2 separate regions of the Mus musculus genome follow, and region 1 is linked to region 2. The links are chromatin contacts, called in public HiChIP or PLAC-seq maps. All regions are on one chromosome and are shown on one strand. Each heading gives the region's core, a stretch centred on a gene start, on an enhancer-like site or on the middle of the called end of the contact. The rest is flanking DNA. Distances are from core to core; before and after follow the strand shown.

Evidence for each region. HiChIP or PLAC-seq counts read pairs in DNA pulled down with a chosen protein or histone mark.
Region 1: a contact with region 2 is called in an H3K4me3 HiChIP or PLAC-seq map of embryonic stem cells, with 6 times the contacts expected there. The contact joins the promoter of Eme1 here to the promoter of B230206L02Rik in region 2. A contact is called at or near these places in 2 of 115 datasets of contacts at active chromatin or transcription factors (embryonic stem cells and microglia).

Annotation. Positions count from the first base shown.
Region 1 is chr11:94,652,261-94,655,289 of GRCm38.p6, forward strand. Eme1 (essential meiotic structure-specific endonuclease 1) reads right to left here and starts at 1,483. Exons shown (of 9, transcript NM_177752.5): 1 at 1,436-1,483. It overlaps Mrpl27 (mitochondrial ribosomal protein L27), which reads left to right and starts at 1,531. Exons shown (of 4, transcript NM_053161.2): 1 at 1,531-1,581. The coding sequence starts at 1,542.
Region 2 is chr11:94,131,844-94,135,250 of GRCm38.p6, forward strand. It overlaps B230206L02Rik (RIKEN cDNA B230206L02 gene), which reads left to right and starts at 1,613. Exons shown (of 4, transcript NR_167701.1): 1 at 1,613-1,712.

The DNA.
Region 1 (3,029 bases), core at 233-2,732, 520 kb after region 2:
AAATTTAAAATAGACAAATAAAAGCAAGTAAATCAGATGGCTCGGTGAGCAAAAACATATGTCACCTAGTTGGATTTCAGTTCCTAGAACCTACACACAGTGGAAAGCATGCCTATGCACACACCCATGTACGCTCATGTCCACACACAGGAAAAAACTCCCCTTACAATTCACATAGTGTATAGTACTCAAAACTATCCTTTAGGTGTTGGAGTAGCAGCGGTAGAGTGCTTGCTTAGCACATAGAGAGCCCTACATGAACGTTAGGCCCCAGCCTTAGTACAGTTAACAGATAAAGAAATCATTCACTCAGACTGATGGGGCTCCGTATGTCTGTGCTGTGTCAGCATTACCCTCCTCTTACTCCCGAATGTCTCCATCATCACAAAGAGAAATCCTACAAACTGGGCATGCTGGCACACAACTGCAATCCCACCTATTGGGAGGCTACAGAGGGGGATATTTTGAGTTCAAGGCCAGCCTACTTGATACAGTGAGACTTCTCAAAAGCAAGGGTATTTCTATAACCATTTTTTTTTTTTTTTTTTTTCTGAGACAGGGTTTCTCTGTATAGATAGCCCTGGCTGTCCTGGAACTCACTTTGTAGACCAGACTGGCTGAGAACTCAGAAATCCGCCTGCCTCTGCCTCCCAAGTGCTGGGATTAAAGGCATGCGCCACCACCACCTGGCATTTATTTATTTATTTAAAAATTAAGAAAAAAAAAAAAAGCCCCCACACACAAAAAAACAAGTTCTTTCTCTCTCCCAGCATCTAAAAATAAAATAAGATCCATTGTCTCTATGGATTTACAGGTTCTGTATATTTCATAAAAGCACACCGTATGTGCCTTTGGTGACTGGTGTCTTTCGCAGTCATGCTTTCAGGGTCCTTCTGTGGCCATACTATGCACCAGTACTGCCTCATTTTTTATAGCTGAATAATATTCCACTGTGTGGCTATGTCACATTTTGTTTACGCATTTATTGCTTGATGGACGGTTAGCCTGCTCCCCTTTCTTGGCTGTTACGGATAATGTTGCTACAGACATTCACGTACAAATATTTTGAACGAGTATGTTTTCACAGTTCTCTTGTGCGTACACTTAAGTCTGCCTGGAACTGCTGGGTTACACGCAAGAATCATTCTTTCAACAATAATTAGTGACTGATAATCTTTGCAGTCTTCCTGGATCTCAATTTAACATAATACCAGTAACTTAGGTTTGTAAGGAATTAAATGAAATTGTGCATCTACAACCAGTCTAGCACAGAATCTAGCTGAGCCTCACCCTGGTCCCTCCCTAGGGACCTTCGTGTGGTTCCTGGAGTGGGACAAACGTCCGTGCTGGCCACACTCCTTGTCTCTGGGGCCCACGGTCCACTGCAGAAGTCGCCGGAGGTCCCGGCCATAAACCCCAAGAGATCTGGGCTCACCTGCTACTGCTCCCGCCACTCTTTGAATTGTCCGCAAGACCCGGAAGTAGATCTATCCCGGTAGCGGAAGCAGACTTCCCAGCCTGGAAGTGAACGTGAAGCAAATATGGCGGCGGCGGCGCTTACGCTGAGGACGCGGGCAGCAGGTAGCTCAGCACTGTGGCTATTGCGAGGCGAGACAGCAGGGAGGCTGGGAGATGGAAACTGGAGCCCATGGTGAACCTAGATACGGGGAAGAAGTGAGGGGCTCCGGACCTTTGGAGGGCGACTGTCTCCGGTCACGTGACACGTTGTGGGCGGTGCTTGCGGAGGGTGGGAGTGCAGAATGAAAGCCCGTTGGATAGTTACTCCAGAAGCTCTGTCCCCTCTGGGTTTATGTGGATCCCTCCGGATTTGAAGAAGACTAAGTTCAAAACATTTAATTGATATTCAAGACTTAGCTTTTTTCCTTTCCTCGCTTTTGAGGTAGGTTCCCACTGTGTAGTTTGCCGTCTTAGAGCTGGTATTTCAGATGTCTATGACCATGACCAACGCTTAGGTCTGGTGAGACACTGCTCAGAGTACCAGCATAAACATGGTTTCTAACGCCTTGTGAGTTCAGCCAGTAAACACGTGAGTAACTTAGTTGTAATCTCGAATAGTATTGTGAAGAGTCTTAGATTAGGGGACCAAGGAAGTCTCTTGAAGGGATAGCAATTTAGACCTAAAAGAGACAGACCCAACCAAACCTGTGTAGACAGAAGGCAAGAAAATGACTTGACTCGGTTTTACAGTTTTGAGGAGCCAATTAAGAGGAGGCAGACTGGGTGCAAATAAATAAATGAAAATGAAACCAAGTGGGACCAGGAATAGTAGTGCCTATAATCCCTGCACTTAGGAGCCTGGGGCAGGAAGATTTCATCAGATCCAAGGCCAGCCTGGGTCACAGACTCAAAAGCTATAAATAAATAAAATAACATAAAATAAAATAAAATAAAATAACCTACACAGAAAACCATCTGCAAGACTTGCTATAGGATAGATCATTTGGCCCAGATATTAGTGGTGTTGGTAGAGAAGCTGGAGGGTAGTGGGTGAATATGACATCTGTCTGTTCTGAAGATATAGATTCCACAAGTCTTACTGCTCTGTAAAATGAGGGAAGAGAGTCATCTGTAAAGTCTTGTTTTTCACAAGAGCAGAGACATATGAGTGAAACAATGTAGGCAAAAGCAAAACACCAATCACCAGTAAGTGAGTGGGTGAAGCCAGGAAGTGCATGCCTGTAACCTCGGTTATATGTGAAGTAAAGGCCTGAGGATTGCAAGTTCAAGGTCTTCATGGGCTACAGGAGAGGGGGGAGGGGATTCCATTCCATTGCTGGACATTGAAGATGTCTCCTAAGTTCTTTTTTTGTGATGTTTGTTTGTTTGGAGACACTGTATCACTATGAAGCCCTGGCTGTCCTAGAACTCAGTCTCTAGACCAAACTGGTCCTGTTGTCACAGAGATCTGCCTGCCTCTGCCTCCCAAGTGCTAGCATCAAAAGCTTGCCTGTGCCACCATGCCCAGCCTGCTCTCTGAGAGCTAGTCTTGTATCCCAGCAACTTTCTGT
Region 2 (3,407 bases), core at 363-2,862:
CCTAGCAGAGCTCTAGAGGTCAGGCGGAGACCCTAGAGACCATTTGGGGACACCAGGGAGTCTCAGGGCACTGGTTTACATAGGAATGGTGTTTGTAGAGGCCAAAGGAGAACATGTGACCACTAGACAGTGCTGCAGAAGCTTCCTGGCCCTGACAAGGTATTCCTGCCTCTGCTCCTCAACAAGTTCACCTCCCTCCCGGGGCTGCAGGCTGAATCTAAGGAGAGCTGAGAGAGCCATTTTGTACCTCACTGCTCTCAGCTTTCCCCTAATGAATTCAGTGCCAGGGACTACATGCAGATCCAGTGGACAACAAGGCTCATGAAACAGGATGGGGAGTGTCCAGGTCTGGGTGTCTTTCCAGGGCCTCTTTGTCCTTGTTGAAAGAGTTGAGAAGTCAGCATGGACTATTCTAGAAACTTCCCTGGGCTGGGCAGGGGGACAAGAACCCAAAGATCATTACAAAAGCTGGAGGTCAGGCCTGTGCCTGTCAGCTGGCTGGCCCGTCTTCAGTTCTGTCCTGAGCCCTAAGAGGCTTAGAGCATCATGTTTGGTCCTGACCCACTAAAAATGTCTAGCGGTACCCACTCTCCATTTGTGACAAGAGAAACGGGTTCTAGATGCTGCTAAGTGTCCGCTGGGAATACAAAAGCAACCATCCACTTGAGAGCCATGGCCTTAGAGGACAGGTGACAAGGACTCCAGGAGGGTCCATCCACCTCATGCTAAAAGCCTTTTCACCAGCAGTTCTTGCTGTGGCCTCTTCAGGGAAATCTGGTAATGATTATGACCTAGGCAGGTCTCCTACCATTCATCTGAAGGGAGTGTGTGGAATTCAAGTCCTATCCACAGGGTGAATGAAGGGAACATCTTCCCACAGGGAAGAAGGCCTGGATAACAGCAAGCTGGGGTAGCCTGTACTTCACTTCCTGACCCTAAGAAGTACATGGCCACTAAAGGTACAAGGCCACTCAGGGCAGCTGAGTTGCACCAGAGACCCCTACCCTTTGGAACTTCTGGAATGAGGCCTTGCCCCTCAAGCAGGTGGCTGTATGCTCAGCCCCATTTGGAACCTTGCACATGGCTTCCCTGACTCAGACTGCTGTATGTGACCTGTGCTTGTCACATCTCAAGATTACTTCCTATGGCTAATGACCTGGACACCTGGCAGGTGTCCCTCCCCCTGAAGGCAGGGGATGGGCCTAATGAAGCCAGCGGCAGCTTTTAATTGTGGGTTCTAGAGTGGAATGATGGGGGAGGGAGACACACTAAAACTTCCAGGAGCTTCCACATCCTAGCTGGCTCTGCAGTGTATTGTAAAGACACTTGGTATTCAATGCCCCTGTCAGGTCTCAGTTCCTTGTTTATAAAATAGAGGCTTTGGAGAACAGGGTGTGTAAAATTTTCCTGTGCCTAGGAACATCCTACATGATAGGGTTTTCAGGTACATTCTGTCACTTGGGTCACACATTATCCTACCAAATGACTATTCTCACTCTCAAGTTATAGCCAAGGAAGCTGAGACTTGCCCCAGGTTACAAAGTCAGCAGGTGTTGGGTCATGTGATCGGGTCTGGCCCATAGGTGGCGCTGTTGAGCACTCCAGTGGCTCTGTAAAAAGGCCAACTCGCTGGAGGACGGAAGGGTGGCCTGAAGACTGAGGAGGGGCAGGTCAGGTGCCCAGTCCAGAGAGGAGGAGTTGAAGATGACAAGGTTCGGAGCTCCAGGGACTGGGTGGTGGCAGTGCTATTAATGGAAACAGGGAAGTCCGGAGGAGGAGCAGGTTTGGGCCCAGGAGGCGGAGTTCATCCTTAGACATGTTGACCCTATTATGCTAACAGTGGGCTATTTCGGCTGAGGTCTAGCCACAATTCAAGGAGGAAAAAATTAAGGCTTAGTAAATATTCTTGACCAAAGCCAAGCTGCTCTTGCTATGTCCCATGTTCCCTGGCCTGGGCCTCAGGCTGCAGTGTTAGGATGGCAGCAGCCTAGCCCCAGCCCCAAGTTCAAGCCCTAATCCAGCCGCTGGGGGTCGCCACTGTGCACAGACTGGCAGAGCTGCCAAGGTGTGCCAACCGAGAAGAGGGTTTGGAGCCAGGATTCCCCTCACAGGAGACAGAGGTCTCTTCCCTCTTTGTAGAGGTAGCAGAGGCTCACGAGCAGAACCGAGTATCAGGCAGGTTAAGCTTTCCCCAAGAGCCTGATTAACCTTCTCCATCAGGTCTCGGTGACCTTGGAGCCAGGAGGGAAAAGCCACAGAGCCCCCTCACCTCTGGTGCTTTGAGAACAGCTCTCCCAGTTGCCCGGGGCGGGGGGCGGGGGCGGGGGGGACACAGTGTTCAGGGCTCTAGTGACCTCGCTGGGAGCAGGATCCCAGCTGTTTCAAGCCTCCACATGTCTCCCTTGACATTTGCGTCAGCAACTCTGCCCTTTGACCTTTCACTCCCCAGAGAGGACGGTGGAGGCAATCGGGACTAATTATTTGCAGTTCGGTGTGTCCAGCAGTTTATTGGGGTTTGACCTGGCTCTCTGGTCTCCCCCACCCCAGCTTTATGGTCTTGGTCTCCCGAGGAAGTTAAAGAACCAAGGGCAGGAGTGGTTCCTCTTGGCCTCCTGGTGTTGAGAGCCAGGTGGGAAGGTACGCTTGTAAAAGGGCTTGGAGAGGTGTCCCCACGCAGGCACGCACGCCCAGCGCAAACTCTGCCCCCCACACCCTTGGGCCAGCCTCCTGCTGTGCTTGGACTTGTTGGGACATGTCCCCAAGTGGACTGGGGCCAGGAGAAGGGGATGCCAGTCTCCTGGCTGCTTGCCCAGGCTGGAAGGGGGTGGAGGTTGCAGGACTCCGAAAGAGCTGGGGGTGGGGCAGGTGCGGTGGAGTCCATGGGGCTCCCTAGGCCCTGGGCCCATGAGGTATCTGGTTCCCTCTATATTTGGCCTTGACATTACTAGCATGCCCTCTCAGAGGGGCAGGCGGCCAGCTGTACCCAATGTCTCCTCACAGGGACCGGATTATTTGAGGGCTCTGGGGGAGACAGTTGTAGCCCAGGAGGGCTGAGAGGCTTAAGAGGACATTTCCCCACAGATCCCGGTCAGAAAGGAGTCAAGGATAGATGGCACAGATAGATGGCCCTGAAACTTTTCTAAGAATTCCCAGTACACTCACTGGAATGTTCCTTTTGCTCAGGTTCCCCGAGGAAGCCTAGGCTCTGTGGCATGGGTGACGTGGGGCATGATCCCAACCTCTTCCCCAGGAGAGGTTTTCTAGGTATCCTGGTACCCTCAATAAAAATAAAAACAAAAAACCCAAATAACCACAGATCATTTTATGCAGTAGGCACCTATAATCCCCACATTGCAGGGGCTGAGACCGGAGGATCACAAGGTCCAGGCCAGCCAGTGCGGTATACC